5 separate regions of the Mus musculus genome follow, and all the other regions are linked to region 2. The links are chromatin contacts, called in public ChIA-PET and HiChIP or PLAC-seq maps. All regions are on one chromosome and are shown on one strand. Each heading gives the region's core, a stretch centred on a gene start, on an enhancer-like site or on the middle of the called end of the contact. The rest is flanking DNA. Distances are from core to core; before and after follow the strand shown.

Region 1 (3,030 bases), core at 305-2,804, 270 kb before region 2:
ATTTATTTATGAGACAGGATTTCCTGGAACTTGCTCTTTAGACTAGGCTGGCCTTGAACTCAGAGATCTGTCCGCCTCTGCCCTAGAGTGCTGACATTAAAGTCATGCACTACTATCATCTGGCTTAAGTTTTCCCATTTTATTTTTTTTTAATTATGTGTATACATGTGTGTGTGTGTGTGAGACCTGTGTGCTCACATGTCCATGGGTGACTGAAGACATCCTGCTAGGCCAAAGGCATCTGACTTCCCTGGAGCTGGAGTTACAGGCAGTTGTGATGTTTGTGCTGGCCTCTGTGAGAACAGTTTGTGTTCTTGATCGCTGAACCATCTCTCTAAGTCCCCAAGGTTTCTTCCTATGGCCACTTGGAGATTGTCAGATAAGAGGGCCAGGAACAAAATCTAATGAGGTATGGAAATGGAGGCTTAGCGTGCAGGAAAAAAAAAAAAAAAAACCAACATCCAGAGGGCAAGGGTGTGAGATGTTGAAAGAAGACAAGGGTAACAACTGTAGCAACCAGGCCAACAGATCTATATGACAACTGCGATTGTCTAGAGAACGCTGATTGGAGGTCCTGCCTAATCCCGACAAGGAGGAAATGACCCAAAGGACCAATGATGACAAAGTGCACACCATATGTAGAAAACACTTTTTAGGAGGAGCAAAGGGATAGAGAGGAGGAAGGGTGGAGGTGGGGCCAAGGAAGACTTTTTGTTTCTTCCAGGTGGAGCATCTTACCTGAAGCTGATTCCTGCCGGGGAAAATGGCCCAAGAGGCTTACAAACAACTGCCACCTAAGGTCTCATCTCTGCAGTCTTGGACTTAATTGATGCAGAGTGTGGCCAGAGATGTTTAAAGAGCTCCCAAGTGGTTTTTAGTGTGTAGTTATGACTGAGAATTGCTGCCACACACAGCAAGAAACAAACAAACAAAAAAACCCCACCTGATGTAAGACTTCACCTGGCTCTTAGCTAAGGCCTCAAACAGCTGAGGGTTTAAACGATCACGGTCAAGAGCACTTGTTCCTCTTGCAGAAAGGACCAGGCTTCAGTTCCCTCCACCCACATGGCTCACAACTGTAACTCCAGTTCCAGGGGATCCAAAGCATTAGATGTGATTCACTCTTACACATGCTTGCAAAATACTCATCTACATATAAAATAAAAATCTTTTTTAAAAAATTAAAAAAGGGAAGGCTAAGGTATCACACCCAGTAAATGTGATCAGAACAACTTGAAATAGAAACCAGACTGTTCTGGAGCAGGGTCTCGGGTAGCCCAGGCTGGCCTCAAACAATGTGGAGAAGGATGAACTAAACTCTTCCATCCTCCTGTCTTCATTTCTCAAACTCTGGGATTACAGGCGTGCAGCACCAAGCCGGGCTCGTGAGAGGAAGGGATCAAACCTAGAACTCCGTACGCGCTTGGAAAGCACTGTACCAAGCCGAGCCTCCTCCCAGAACTGGCAAATCAAAATTTCCTATAGAGGTGCAGAGGCAAAGAAAGGGCGTTTCCTCCGCCCATTTCGTTCCCTCGCTCGCCGCACGCCGGCGCCAGTGCGCACGCGCAGGCCCACCGGGCGCGAGCCGGCAGTCTCCGCGCGCTCCCGCGGTTCCTCTCCCCACTGTGGCCGCGGCGCGGGAAGGACAGTGAGCGGCCGCGATGGCTGACGAGATTGCCAAGGCTCAAGTGGCCCAGCCCGGCGGCGACACGATCTTCGGCAAGATCATCCGCAAAGAAATCCCCGCCAAGATCATCTTCGAGGACGACCGGGTAGGCTTGCCGCTTGCCCGGCGACACGCCGGCGTTCCCTGAGGAGCCGCGGGCCTGAGGCGACGCGCGGCCCGGCTGGCCTGGCCCTGCGCCCGCGTGGCCCTGCGGCGCGTGCCTGCGCTCGGGTTACGCGTTATCGGCCGCTCGGCCCGCCGCGTGTCGCGGCCCTGGTGAGGTGATGCGGGCGGAGGCCCCGGGAGGTGACGCCCGCCCGGGCCCCCTGTAAAGTGCAGACCCGTGGGGTGACGCCCACCGGGGCCCGCGGCCGCCACCCACCACGCGGGTGTCAATCTGGCCTTCGGGAAACCGGATCCTGCCCCCGGCGCAATCTCCGCGATCTCCCGCGCGCAGCGGTCCCCGCACTGCGAGGTGACCGGGGATTCGAGATCCTTATGCTCCCTGTCCCCTGCTCCGGCTGCAGACGTTGCCTCTGGGGACTGGAATTAGCCCTTCAAGCTTTTTAAAAAAATACTGCTTTAGGGTGTTTTGTTTGTTTTATTTTAATAGATCGGCTTCACTACTCTAGGCAGGCCATGAACTTGCTGACTAACTAACTGGGGCGGACCTTGAACCCTTGATCCCCCGCCTCCACCACCCATATGCTAAGGATTGCAGGCAGCCCACACCCTGCTGATCGGAGAAAACATTTATGGTGCAAGATCCAAAGTTGTATTTTTTCCCCTCCTTGATAGATGAAATCTCAGTCGATAGTGAAGACCAATTTTGTAAATTATTCCCTAGACAGTTCTGTTTATGGCTTTCAGTCTCACATAAAGCAGGGTGGGAGCTTGGCCCATTGACCAAAAGGTTTTATACGGGTTTGTTCAGTTCACTTTAAGAAACATGCAATATGAGAAAGCATTAATGCTACTGGTAATGTTCACATAGACTTGAAATAGTACTCCAAATTTCATTGGGTTCTTGAGGTGAGTTTTATTTAAATTGCCTGTATTTGTCACTAGTCTTAGAAAAAGGCCCATTTCATTTACAAAGTTTGCAAGTCTTTTAGTGTGTTCTGTAATCCCAGTCCCACCATCCATAAGACTGGCCAGCCTGTATTATGGAATAAGACCCTAACTCAAAAACAAAGCAAAACAGAACACTTGCAAAGAAAGAAAGAAAAAGCTTTAAACACAAAACCAGCATCCTGTGGTTCTTGCACTTGGAAGGTGGAGGGAAGAGAATCAGTTTAAGTCCAACCTGGCCTATATGGAGACCCCACATTAAAAAACAAAACAAACAAAAGAGAACCATTGTT
Region 2 (2,979 bases), core at 410-2,909:
TGGGTTCTGGATGAGCACCAGCAGGATGAGGAAGGGCAGGATGGTGAGCATATAGAAGCGAGTGTCCAGGATGGAGGTCATCACCAGGCTCTGCCTCGGCTGGCAGACGTTGGAGGTGAAGTGGGCTTCTTCCATGATCTGCCAGAACGACACAGTGAAAGGCAGGACGTCAGTCGTGAGTCACTGAGAGTCATTTCAATTAGGATTTCAGCTCATCGACTGAAAACTTACTGCCACAGTAGAAAAGACATTATTCACGACTTGTGTGACATTTCAGTATAGCCAGATATCTTTTTTTTTTCCGGTGCTAGAGGGATGGCTCAGTGGCTAAAAAACACTGGTTGCTCTTACAGAGGACATGAGTTTCATTCCCAGTACCCACACTGTGGCTCACAGTTCCAGGAGTGCCAATACCTTCCTCTGACTCTCATGAGTCTGTAGTGCACATATATTTATGCAGGCAAAACATTCATGCACATAAAATAAGTGAATCCTTAAGACATTTTTAGATTTACTTAATTTTATTTGTATGAAATGTTTGCCTATACATCATGTACATGCCCAGTCCTGGAAGAGGCCAAAAAAGGAAGTCAGGTCCCCTGGAGCTGGAGTTTCAGATGGCTTTGAGCCACCATGTGGGTGCTGAGAACCGAACCCAGGTCTATATCCTCCGAAAGAGCAACAAGTGCTTTTAACTGCTGAGCCATCGCTACAGCTGCATCAATACGTGTCTTCTCTGTGTCTCTGCACTCATGTGTGTGGTGCTGGGGGCTCCAGAGGACAAAATCAGTAATGTTCCTCAGATGTGGCCCTCCTTGCTTTTGAGAGAGGGTCTCTCATTAGCCTGGTACTGGGCAAGTTAGGCTAGGCTGGCCCTCCAGTGAGCTGCAGGTATCCGTCTGCTTCTGCCTCCTCAGCACTGAATTACAGCTGCAGGCCAGAAAGCCTAGGTTTTTTTTTTTTTCTTTTAGATTTATGTATTTATTTTATGTATGAGAGTACACTGTAGTCAGACACACCAGAAGAGGGCATCGAATCCCACTTCAGATAAATAGTTGTGAACTACCATATAGTTGGTGGAAATTGAACTCAGGACCCTTGGAAGAGCACTTGGTTCTCTTAACTGCTGAGCCATCTCTCTAGCCCAAACCTGGCTTTTTTTTTTTTTTTTTTTTTTTTTTTTTTTTAAATATGGGGATCCTGGGAGATGGTACCCAGGCCCTTGGGCTGGCAAGACAAGCAGACAAGCACTTTAGACAGGGTCTCGCATATCCTTCAGAGTTGGCCTCAGCCTTGCCGCATAGCTGAGAATGACCTTGAACTTTTGATCATTCTGCTTCTGTTTTCCAAATGTTGGTGTTATGGATGTGAACCTCTGTGTCTGGTTTTGGGTGTCCTGCATTTTACTGGGCAAACCTAACCGCCTTACTGTAGTGCGTGTGATTCTGACGATGGGAAACATTGAGCATCCTGAAGCCCAAAGGCACAAGGCTCTTTCTGTCTGCTAGACAATCTCTTCTTCCCTGTGAAGTGGTGGTTTCCCCGCTCACATGACTAGAAAGGAGTTTCTGTTACATTAGCACATCCTTTTTAGACTTTGTGGGTGAAGCGGGGCGGGGCTGAGCATTGAGCATCCTCTGCTCAAACAGTCCCTCTGTTACAAGGCACACTGTTCTTCCTGTCTGGCTGGGTGTGCTCCTCTGTCTCACAAAGCTGTTGTAAAAGAAGGCTCTGTCTGACTTGCCTGCATTAGGAACGAGATGAGGGGAACGTGACCGCTCGTTAGATATCTTGGATGTGACAACTTGAGATGCTTTCCAGCCTAAAGGTTAGGGGCTTTGGCTTTGCTCTGGTCTCAACTGTGGTCTAATATGGGCAGACACTAACAGCCCCAGCATCGGGAGGTCTGCTCTCCTCCCACCCACTCTGCCCAGAAGACCCCTCTTTACCTGTTGTAAGTTGTCCGCCAGAAACATGAAGTACACGCTGCAGAAGCCCAGCTGAGTGACGATCAGCAGGAAGCTCACAACGTACCTGGGAAGGAAGACAAGGACAAGGGAAATAAGTTACTGTTTAGGATGGATCTCATTTTCTTTTCTTTTCTTCTTTCTTTTTTCTATTTTTTAAAAAAAGATTTATTTATTTGTTATATGTGAGTACACTGTAGCTGTCTTCAGACACCCCGGAAGAGGGTGTCAGATCTCATTATAGATGGTTGTGAGCCACCATGTGGTTGCTGGGAATTGAACTCAGGACCTTTGGAAGAACAGTCAGTGCTCTTAACCGCTGAGGCATCTCTCCAGCCCCCCACCCCTTTTTTTTTTGATTTCCTTTTCAAAACAATTATTTCTGATGGTTTTATTTTGAGAAATGTCTGACCCACAGAAAAAGTTGGTTGTACAAGAGAAATTAACAGCCATAAACTCTGGCTTTGGAGAGTTAGTTTTTTGAGATAGGGCCTTGTGGTGCCCAGGCTGGCCTCTGATTAGCCAGATAGCCAGTGTGACCTTGAAAACCTGATTTTCTTGCCTCTACTCTGATAGTGCTGGTGTTACCACAAAGCCAGTGTGACCTTGAAAACCTGATTTTCTTGCCTCTACTCTGATAGTGCTGGTGTTACCACAACCACCCACATCCATTTACTCTAATGAAATTCATTTGTAGTTACCTTTGGCCTTGAATTGCATTCTGGGTATTATAGTCACAACACACACACACACACACACACACACACACACACACCCCACACTCCCCAAAAGTACTCAGTTCAATTCAGTTCATTTCAATGATAATTTCCGAAGTCATGAAATATCTACTTGAAATACCATAGGCATATTTCTCTTAGTTCTTAATAGTCAGAAATCAACTAACAACAAATATGTAATTTATATATTTTAATTATTTTACAAATATCTCTTTCTTTGAGGGGGAGGGCATAGTCTCACATAGCCAAGGCTAGCTTTAAACTTCATATATAGC
Region 3 (2,816 bases), core at 142-2,641, 410 kb before region 2:
CTGTGTGGAGCAGTAAGTCATAATTCTGCAGAAGAGCCTTAAGAAGCAAAGCCAAAACGGATGTGGCAGTAGTCTCCTCTTCTTTTTGCTAAAAACCATTAGAGTGACCCTCGGAAGCCAGTCATCCTAGTTCACCCACCCGTATGTACTCCAAAGCATGATCAATTTCCAGTATCCCAAGTGAGACAGCTTAGTAGACCTTCTGGAGGGTAGAGACAGAGACTTCATCACAAGGAGAAAAGGACAGCAGCTGTACACCTGGGGCAAAGGATCTGCAGGACAGGGGCCATCTCCCAACGTCTCACAGGAACCTGACTTGCAAGAGCAACTGCCTCTGCTGTACACTCAGCCTGCTGGAGGGCCTCTCTAGGCAGACCTGGCATACTGGAGTCACACCTTCCAGGCATCCTGGTTTCTATAATCCTGGCCCTGAAGACTGAAGAGCCACCATGCCCCCTGTGGTGCTAGGAAGAAATCACACATGGCCCACACCCCTACACTAAGTGACTTACTTGAATTTCTGGGTGAGGCTCGGAGAACAGCTGCCACAGTAAGCTACTGAGGGAGAGTGTGCAAACACATTCCCAGGGACACGCTCACACATAAAGGCAAAGGTGGGAAGCCTCCAGCTCACTGTTTTCACAAAGACACATGTCCTTGTTAAGATAAGGTCTTAAGATGAGATGGTGGAGGAAGGAAGAGATGAAAACAGAAAGGAAGGGGGTGGGGATCAAGCACTTGAGCCCACACCAGTCAACACAGTGAGCACACCCATCCTCCTAAAAGTCCCTTCCCCATCCCTTCTCCACGTAGGCACTGATCTACTGCCCACATGTCTGTCAGCATTTTCCTGAAGCTCATTTAAATGGATCCTCCAGCATGTGCTTTCCTTCACTTGTGCAGTTATTCTGAGGGTGGTAACTGTTGCTACCTATACCAGGAGTCACTCCTTGTTAATCACAGAACTCTGAGACAGGTTAAACTATAGCGAACCAAAATCAATCTGAATTCCTTGCTATCATCTCTTCTCAGTCAGCTGAGTTTCCCTAAGGGACATAAACACACTTTGATAGCATGCAGAGCACATGTGGGCAAGGCTCACAAGGTGGCAAGACCTTCTGTGTCAACTCCCAATCACTAGATACTGACACTCCAACTATGATGTAGTGATGCAGAAATTCCATAGAAAGAAACGTTTGCCAAACCACCTCTCCTCTAGCACAACTGTTCACATTTGTGCCTCTAATCCCTGACCTTATACAGAATGAAAAGCATCTGAAGCATGACTAGGAGTATTTGCATGGCCGGCAGCTAATGAAGAGTCCTGTAAGAGTGAAGTGTTCCAGGAAACACAGTGACTCTACCCAAGTCCACACAGCAGGGCTGTGAGCGCCCTCTCAAGCTTCCTGTTTTGCTTTGCCGAGGCCCAACTGTGGAATTCCCCTGGCTGCTGACAACTGCATCTGTGTTTGTCTTGAAATTTTAATACCATGTACTTGAAAAAGTGTGCTGTTCAAAACAAAAAATCCACCTTATGCTTGAAAAATATGGTGTGCTTAGTGGTTGGTGGCTGACTGGGGGTAGTGGAATCATGCCAAGTACCCATGGCTGGCATGGAATTTGCAATCCTCCTGCCTCAGCCTCCTCAGTACACCTGCCTTTGTAGTTAGACATTTATACTTAGTCCTGGGTGCCGTGGGCTCCACCCTCCCTCACATCTCAAGAGCTGTAGAGCAGAGAAAATCTTCCCAGCTGTCAGGATGTCCCTGATCACTTTAATTGGATGCTTTCTGACTAACAGTGAACATGACGGACTCTCCTCTCCTAAATACTGAAAACATCCAATCTGTCCTTTCTCCTGTGAAGAAGAGAGCTATGGAGTCTTGTCATAAATATTTTATTTAGTTAACTATGCAAACCAGTTAGTAACTATACAAACCAGGCTGGCTTTGACCCTGGGCCCCTTCCAACTCCTATCTTACCTACTAGAAGCAGGAGAATGTTCTTACTTTGTGTTAGCATTACACGCTGTGAATGCATGTATGCACAAATGTGTGCACACGGTACGCAGAGGACAGAGGATGAGAGCCCTTGCAACTGAGGTCTCAGGTCATTGTGAACCACCTAGCTTGGGTAGAACTGAAATCAAGTCCTGTGGAAGAATGGCCAGTAAGTACTCTTAGCCAAATCAATGTGTTGTTAATTCTGGGTAATTAATCTCTAAAGTGTCCTTAGTTACAGAAAATGTGCATTTCATTCTAAACTTTTACATCAGACTGTTACTGGTTTAAAAGGAGCGAAATGCAAGTTTCTGAGGTACTTGTATATCAGTCATGTGAGAGACAGAACCCGACCACAATAACCTCAAGCAAAGGCCTGAGCCTCCATTCTTGCAGGTTCATAAAACCCAAGGGGGAAAAAAATAAGCCCATGCTATTGGTGTCAGAGAAGCAACTTCACTTTGGCCCTTTAAGAATTCATGACCAAGAAAGGCATTGACTTTCAGGCTACCACACAACAGGACCTGAAACTGCACACTGTATTTTCTAAATAAACAACAATCTCCCAGATGAGGTCAGATGACTTACAACAATAGGGTCTTTTAGGCAATGTTTTAGAACTCATAAAAGCTGCCAGTTAATGGGAACTTTTCATACGGCCTGCAGACAGGACTGGGTAATCCAGTGTGAGGCACTGGGTAGGTACAGGAAAATAAAGCTAGAGCTTTTTAAGTTATTTGAAACAGCAGTTGTTTTTCTTCTTAATTCATCAAAAGGCGTTTCTGACTTTCTTCCCAGGGTTTTGTTTGTGGCAAT
Region 4 (3,062 bases), core at 333-2,832, 330 kb after region 2:
ATTCCAGGTTCTGCCTGGCTGCCTTTTCCTTCCAGCCTGGGCTGGGCGAGCCCTTTCCCTTTGCACGTGGGAACTGTGCACGTGTTCCTTTTGGAAACTCGCTGTAACACTTTAACACCTGTATTTTCGGTATTTAAGAGGTTAGGGCAGGAGGATGGCGAGTTCGAGATCAGCCTAGGGTATGGTAAATCCAGCTCAGCATAGGCTACAAGGGGAGACCTTGCCTCGAAAAGCCCTGAAACAAAACAAATTAATGCGAGTTTAGCTTGCTTTCAGGATTTCATGTCACTCAGAATGGCCTTGGACTCGTGTAGCTCAGGATGGCCTGGAATTCTCCCTGCCTCCAGGGAACACAGACTAGTCTAGTTTGTGTTTAGCATTTGGATCACAGCTCTTAATATAAAATGCTCATGGTGGCCAGAAGGCTCACAAAACCCCCCCGAGTTGGGGTCAGCAGCAGACTGAGGTACTACTATTTGGACCCTGGAGCCTTTATGGGGGAACCTTAGGCGTGTCTGCCTAGGAGTTGGGTAAAGTTCCCATTTCAGTTTGAAAAGCATGTGACAATGGCTGGTGGTGACGCATCCTATAACTTTCGCCAGCCAGAGGGTGATCAAAGATGGGATGTTGTCTCTGCAATCACAAGATTGGAAAACCTGAAAACGTCCAGGAGCCACCCGGGCACGCCAGCTTGGAAGCCACCCGGGAACAAGAGCATTCCCAAACGCCAGGGAGGCTGCCTCGCGGTATGCTCTGGGGTGCCGACCAAGCCAGTTTCGCTGTCCTCGGTCGCCACTGCATTCGTGCTGAGTAATGCTAAGGGTCAGCAGCTCCTGCTCTTCCGAAATGCATGCAAAAAAAGTTTTGATGCGAAGAGAAAAAAACCAAACCAAAAAAACAAAACCCGGGAAACTGTTACTTAGATCCCGGGTACCAGAGTCGCCTGGGAAGGCGGGAGACCGGTCCTCGAGGACAGGATTCAACCTAAGAGGAAGAGAAAGGAAAGGGAACGGAAGACGCAGCTAGTCCATCCTCTTAACCGCTCCAGAGGGCACGGCGGCCCTGGGGCTGCCTTTGGAGAGGGCCATCCCTCCCTGTCAATCAGCTCCATTCGGTGTTGCGATTGGCTGGGGGCTTCCTTGCTCCCCGCCCGCGCCTACCTCCTAGTTGCATGGGGTTTACTTCCCCAAAGTACACGGGCCCCACCTTGTGGATCAACCGCTCCTGCCTGGACAGTGGGTTTCCGCCCAGAAAAAGAAATGTAAGCCAATGAGAACGGGTGCATGCAACTATTGGCTTGTCTGAGTGTCGCTCTCAGTGCATCCCGCCCTCATTTTTATAGACCATCTGAGTATTGGCGAGGTTTCGTGTCCATCTGGGCTCTAGCTCCTTCAGTTATAGGCAGATGCGGCAGCCACTCAGGAGCTCGGCCTCTAGACAAAGACGCTGTCCAATCATAGCCAAGGGGCGCGGTGGCGAGGCGGCCATTGGTCCCTGCATGCGACCGGGAGCAGCAGGTTCGGCTGAGCGCGGCTATATAGCGGGCGGCGGGCACGCGTGCCGCGGCATCGCGCGAGGGACGCCGCCACCTCCTCCCACGTAGCAGCCCTGTCCTCCCGCTCAGCCGCGCAGGTACTTGGGCCCGCGGGTGGGGCTGATCGGATGCGGGCCGGGCATGAGCCGAGCTGCGGCCGCGAGCGGGGCGCCCCGGGAGACCGCGCGGCGCGTCCCCACCCCCACCAACGGCCGGCGCGGCCTCCTGCCTGCGCTTTAGGGCCCGCGCGTGGTCCACCGCACCAACGGCGGGCGTCACGCGTCTGGCCGGCCCTGCGTGCTCCACGCGCATTCTCTGGCGCGCGCCGGCTCTTCCGGATGGTATAGCTGGGCCTGGACCCTAAGGAAGCCTTCGGATATGGGGATGGGGGTTGGGGGAGCCCAAGCTGAGAGCGTGATCGCGCCTCCCAGGGTTGCAGAACGGAGGCGCGCGACCCCGGGTTCAAGGGCTCAGTGGTGCAGAGACAGCCACGCCAAGACGTGATCTCTCCAATCCCCCCACTGTTTCCCCCTGCACTATGCCGAGAGTTCCCTTTTTTCCCGCCCTTCCCGGTCACCTGGGTGCAATCAGGTAGGTCCAGTCAACAGGAGAACGAGGTGGAATCAAGGCCCTCTGTAGGGAAAGGACAGGCATCTGTGCAGGCTACGTGGCTGTGGGACACCATCGGCCACTGAGCTCTTGAATCTGAGGTGCAAACCCCAGTATAAGAAGTCCCGTGGTGGCATCTGCGAGCCAGTGGGGGACTCCAGAGAAGAGATTAGGAGTGGGGTTTTGAATGACAAAGGAAGACTTAGCTTTCTTCGCACTTACATAGATAGATAGATGCGCCTCCAAGTTAGCTTCTGGGAAAAATAGAGAAAAATACAGTGAGTGTAATGTAATCGAGTGTGCCTCTCAGCAGGTCCGAAACGCACCTCGAGGTAACGGGAAATTCCCGCCAACAGGAAGTCAAACTCTGACATTAGATCTTGACTCTTCAAGACCCCTTTTTAACTTAGAATGTTTTAGTTGTGAATCAGAACAAACTTAGATTAAAAAAACCTTTGTTTGAGAAGGTCGTAAGTCCAAGGAAACAAAGTGTTTAAATTCTTACAAGAGTTGAAGTTAAAGTTTGAAATTGGATAGGACCGGCCCGGGCTTCAGTGCAGAGGTGGAGCACTTGGCATGGAATACAGGAAGCCCCGGGTTCAGTCACCAGAGCCACAAAAATAAGTCACATCTGAAATTGCTGGGGAGAGGATGGTGTCCAGTGTCCAGTTATTGTGCAGTGGGTCACAGTCACCGATTGGGTTTGTTGGCAAGCACAGCCATTAGGTCTCCTGCCGAACCATCGATGATCAACTGCCTTTTTTAAAAATTCTTACTGTGGAGCCCTTCCTGGCCTGGAATTCAAGAGGATCTCAGAATCTTCTCGGTGCCAAGAGTTAAGGTGCCTCCACTAAGCCCAACCGAGTAATTTATTTTAGTACTTACTTGGTTTGACTTCTACGGGTTGCAAAGCTATTTT
Region 5 (3,010 bases), core at 434-2,933, 310 kb after region 2:
TTTAGGAGGCTGCACAGGGACCAGGAGAGGCAGTGGGGCAGAATGGAGGGTTTGTGTCCTCCAGAGATCAAATCTCAGGTACAGGAAGCACGTCCAGGCTGTGCGAACCACAGCGGAGCTGAGCCCCAGACTCCACGCTGGCTCGTTCCTGGGAGAGGACCAAGTCCAGGGCCAGGAAAGGCAGGGAGCACTAACTTCTATTTCCTTCCTTATCTACATTTAGTGTGTGTGTGTGTGTTCTGAGTGTGTGTGGATGTGCATGTGTTGCGTGTGCGCGTGTAAAGGGCAAAAGACAATGTGAGGGACTCAGTTCTCTCCTTCCACCACATGGGAGATTGAACTCAAGTTGTCAGGCTCAGTAGCAGGCACCCTCATTTTCTGTCATTGTCCTTGTTAAATTTACTTTTTGAGTCAGGGTCTCTCTCTCTAACCCGGGTTAGCCTTGACTTCCTGGTTCTCCTCTCCTGCCTTAGCCTCCTGTGAACTGGATCGTCTTCACTTTTTAATTTGCTGGAATGTCCCATAGACACAGAACACATGGCTTAGGTTCCAAATGCTCACATTAAGGAGGATACTCTACACAAAGGGGAACCTCTCACCCCCAGTTGATTACAGCTGGCCTCTGCCAGGGGCCCTCATGGGTCACTGATAGAGTCAGCACTATCGTAACTATCATTTACACATTCGCACAGACTGCCTGGCTCCTTCCCTCCTCTGCCACCCACCTTCGTGGGGCTCTGGTCAGCTCACTCACATTCACCAGGCCTCGTGTTTCTCAGTTCCAAAGAGAACACAAACCACCAAAGTGACTGCAGTAATTCATGGGTCAGACACACTGCAGAGGAAGCGAGGGTGTTGGACACAATGAGGACTGCTGGGTGGGCAGGCGACTGTCCTGCTTCCTGACAGAAGGGCACTGGCACTGGTCCACTTCCTGCCTCCCTGGGACCGGTAACATGGAAGGAAGATAGCTTAGATGGGTCACTGACTCTGCACCAGGCTGGGCTGGCGCCACATCCGGCTCCAAGTGGAAGGAAAGGCAGGGTGAGCAAGAACTCATGAAGAGGGATGACAGAGGCTTGGGACACAGTGTGGGACACTACTGTGAAGGGACAGCCACTTCACCAAAGTAAGAGGCTCACCATTTCAGAAGAGTCACATACTCTAAACTGAAAGCACGCTGACCAAGCAAGGTGCCCCTCGAATCCCGTGGGACTCTGGGAACATAACACAGCACTCTGTCTGCTCACAGGAGGCCCTCAAGACCCCCGAACTTCTCGCTTGTATTGGACAATGAGGACGTGCTTGTGACCTTTCCAGAGAGGGGCAGCGGGCTGGACATATCAGGGCACCCCCTACCTCTCTCTCGAGAAGCCCAAGTCCAGTCTGAGCACCTCAAATCCAGGAACCCCAGTTGCAGTGTGCTCCAAAACTAGACAGTGCCAGCTGGATGGTGAGAAGGTTTGGGGTTTTTCTATTATGGATGCCCTCTGGGTGGATTTAGGCAAAGATTCCAAACCCCAAAGAAATTGCAATCTGAACTGCTTCTGGGCTCAAGCCTTTCAGATGAGGGACCCCAGGAGAAGCAACAGGCTTGTGCAACAATGGCTGGGACCTCACCCACCTGCCTCTTCAGTTTATATCCGGAAGGACTCGCCCAGGTCCTGGCTACTTGGGGCCAAGGTAGGAAACAGCCTTTCCTGTTTTGTTGAGGGTTGCCAGCAGGGTGTCTGAGCTGTGCTCAGAGTCGATGCAGACCTTCTTGTTGGGCAGGTCAATGTTGAACTCCACTCCTGTTGGGAAGAAGCAAACTGGGATGTAGGAGGGGGAAGCAGGACCCTTCCACTCACTGGAACAAAGAGGTCGGCCTCCTTAATATTCCTGTCACACCCGGCGAGCTCTTTCTGTTTTAGGTACTGTGAGCGCGGCAGGCTCTGCTGCAGGCTCTTCTCTATGTGTAAGGCGTTTGGGTGATGGGGCTTGAATCCAAGGCCTCAAGTACCAGGTGCACACTCCACTCTAACCTCTTTCCTCAGCCCCGCGAGTGAGTCTCTTCTCTCCTTTTCTCCTTCCTCTCTTTCCGTCTTCCCGCCCCCCAATCCTACTATCACTACCACCTCACTTTCCCATGCCCACATCAACCTCCCAATTTAGCAAGCCCTCCTTCCTTCCCTTTCTTTATAATCTTATTTAAAAGATTTAAAAATTATGTTTATGCTTGGGCCAGTGTGTGGGTATGTTCACATGAGTAGAGGTGCCCTGCAGGCCAGAGGTGTAGGGTCTGGAGTTGTAAGTGGTTGTGAGCTGACAGATGTGGTGCTCGGTCCTCTCCAAGAGAAGTACATACTCTTAACCATCAAGGCGTTTTCTCAGGCGGGAACTTACTTATTTTTTGTATGTGTTTTTCTTGCATGTATATCTGTGTACCACGTTTGTGCAATGACCATGGAGGTCAGAAGAGAGCGTTGGTTTCCTTGGCTGTGAACCATCATATGGTGCTGAGAACGGGATCCAGACCTTTGCAAGAGCAGCTGTACTCTTCTCTCTCCAACCGCTTTCTTTAAAAATCTTATTAATTTTAATAAGAACACGGGTGAGTGTGTGTTAAGTGTGAGTCTCTGTTAGCAAGTATGAGTGAACAAGTGTGTGAAAAGAATCTGTATACGAGCGTGTATGTGTGTCAGTCTGAGTGTGTGGGAGAATAAATGTGTGTGAGTCAGGGAATGTATGACAGTGTGTCAGTGAGCATAATGAGCATGCATGTGAGGGAGGTAAATGAGTGAGGTACATGTGTTGGGGGTGTGCATGTGTGTGTGTGTGCATGTGTGTGTGCATGTGTGTGAGTGTGTGAGAGCGTGTATGATAGTCAAAGACAACTTAGAGTCAGATATCTCCTTCTATGTGGGTCCTAGAATTAAACTCAAGTTTGGCAGCAAGCACCCTTTCTCACTGAGTACTTAATGCTTGTGTGCTCTGTCTGTCTGTCTCTGTCTCTGTGTCTCTCAACGTG

The links. ChIA-PET counts read pairs in DNA pulled down with a chosen protein or histone mark. HiChIP or PLAC-seq counts read pairs in DNA pulled down with a chosen protein or histone mark.
Region 1: a contact with region 2 is called in an H3K4me3 HiChIP or PLAC-seq map of bone marrow-derived macrophages, with 3 times the contacts expected there. The contact joins the promoter of Hint1 here to the promoter of Slc36a3os in region 2. A contact is called at or near these places in 1 of 15 datasets of contacts at CTCF or cohesin (the NIH/3T3 cell line), 2 of 484 Hi-C or Micro-C datasets (embryonic stem cells and regulatory T cells), 9 of 115 datasets of contacts at active chromatin or transcription factors (CD8 T cells, T-cell acute lymphoblastic leukemia, bone marrow-derived macrophages and 3 more) and 1 of 9 other capture datasets (liver).
Region 3: an RNA polymerase II ChIA-PET map of memory CD8 T cells shows a contact between it and region 2, with 50 read pairs. The contact joins the enhancer-like site here to the promoter of Slc36a3os in region 2. A contact is called at or near these places in 2 of 39 promoter capture datasets (the C10 cell line and pre-B cells) and 3 of 115 datasets of contacts at active chromatin or transcription factors (embryonic stem cells, memory CD8 T cells and thymic regulatory T cells).
Region 4: a contact with region 2 is called in an H3K4me3 HiChIP or PLAC-seq map of embryonic stem cells, with 3 times the contacts expected there. The contact joins the promoter of G3bp1 here to the promoter of Slc36a3os in region 2. A contact is called at or near these places in 6 of 115 datasets of contacts at active chromatin or transcription factors (bone marrow-derived macrophages, embryonic stem cells and memory CD8 T cells) and 1 of 9 other capture datasets (embryonic stem cells).
Region 5: a contact with region 2 is called in an H3K27ac HiChIP or PLAC-seq map of embryonic stem cells, with 4 times the contacts expected there. The contact joins the enhancer-like site here to the promoter of Slc36a3os in region 2. A contact is called at or near these places in 1 of 15 datasets of contacts at CTCF or cohesin (the NIH/3T3 cell line), 5 of 115 datasets of contacts at active chromatin or transcription factors (bone marrow-derived macrophages and embryonic stem cells) and 1 of 9 other capture datasets (embryonic stem cells).

Annotation. Positions count from the first base shown.
Region 1 is chr11:54,864,829-54,867,858 of GRCm38.p6, forward strand. It overlaps Hint1 (histidine triad nucleotide binding protein 1), which reads left to right and starts at 1,555. Exons shown (of 3, transcript NM_008248.3): 1 at 1,555-1,772. The coding sequence starts at 1,662.
Region 2 is chr11:55,135,340-55,138,318 of GRCm38.p6, forward strand. Slc36a3os (solute carrier family 36 (proton/amino acid symporter), member 3, opposite strand) reads left to right here and starts at 1,660. Exons shown (of 2, transcript NR_167707.1): 1 at 1,660-1,828. It overlaps Slc36a3 (solute carrier family 36 (proton/amino acid symporter), member 3), which reads right to left. Exons shown (of 11, transcript NM_172258.4): 6 at 1,950-2,034; 7 at 1-138.
Region 3 is chr11:54,726,165-54,728,980 of GRCm38.p6, forward strand. The region is part of intron 3 of Cdc42se2 (CDC42 small effector 2); the gene reads right to left. Among named protein-coding and RNA genes, the nearest start is that of Cdc42se2, 60 kb to the right of the region's middle. Within about 2 kb of position 1,392, at least 168 of the 459 cell types and tissues checked have an H3K27ac peak or open chromatin away from gene starts, as enhancers often do. A contact at or near this core is called in memory CD8 T cells and thymic regulatory T cells, where this site is marked.
Region 4 is chr11:55,468,170-55,471,231 of GRCm38.p6, forward strand. G3bp1 (GTPase activating protein (SH3 domain) binding protein 1) reads left to right here and starts at 1,583. Exons shown (of 12, transcript NM_013716.2): 1 at 1,583-1,632.
Region 5 is chr11:55,448,833-55,451,842 of GRCm38.p6, forward strand. Atox1 (antioxidant 1 copper chaperone) reads right to left here. Exons shown (of 4, transcript NM_009720.3): 3 at 1,625-1,793. The coding sequence ends at 1,669. Among named protein-coding and RNA genes, the nearest start is that of Atox1, 11 kb to the right of the region's middle. Within about 2 kb of position 1,684, at least 11 of the 459 cell types and tissues checked have an H3K27ac peak or open chromatin away from gene starts, as enhancers often do. A contact at or near this core is called in embryonic stem cells, where this site is marked.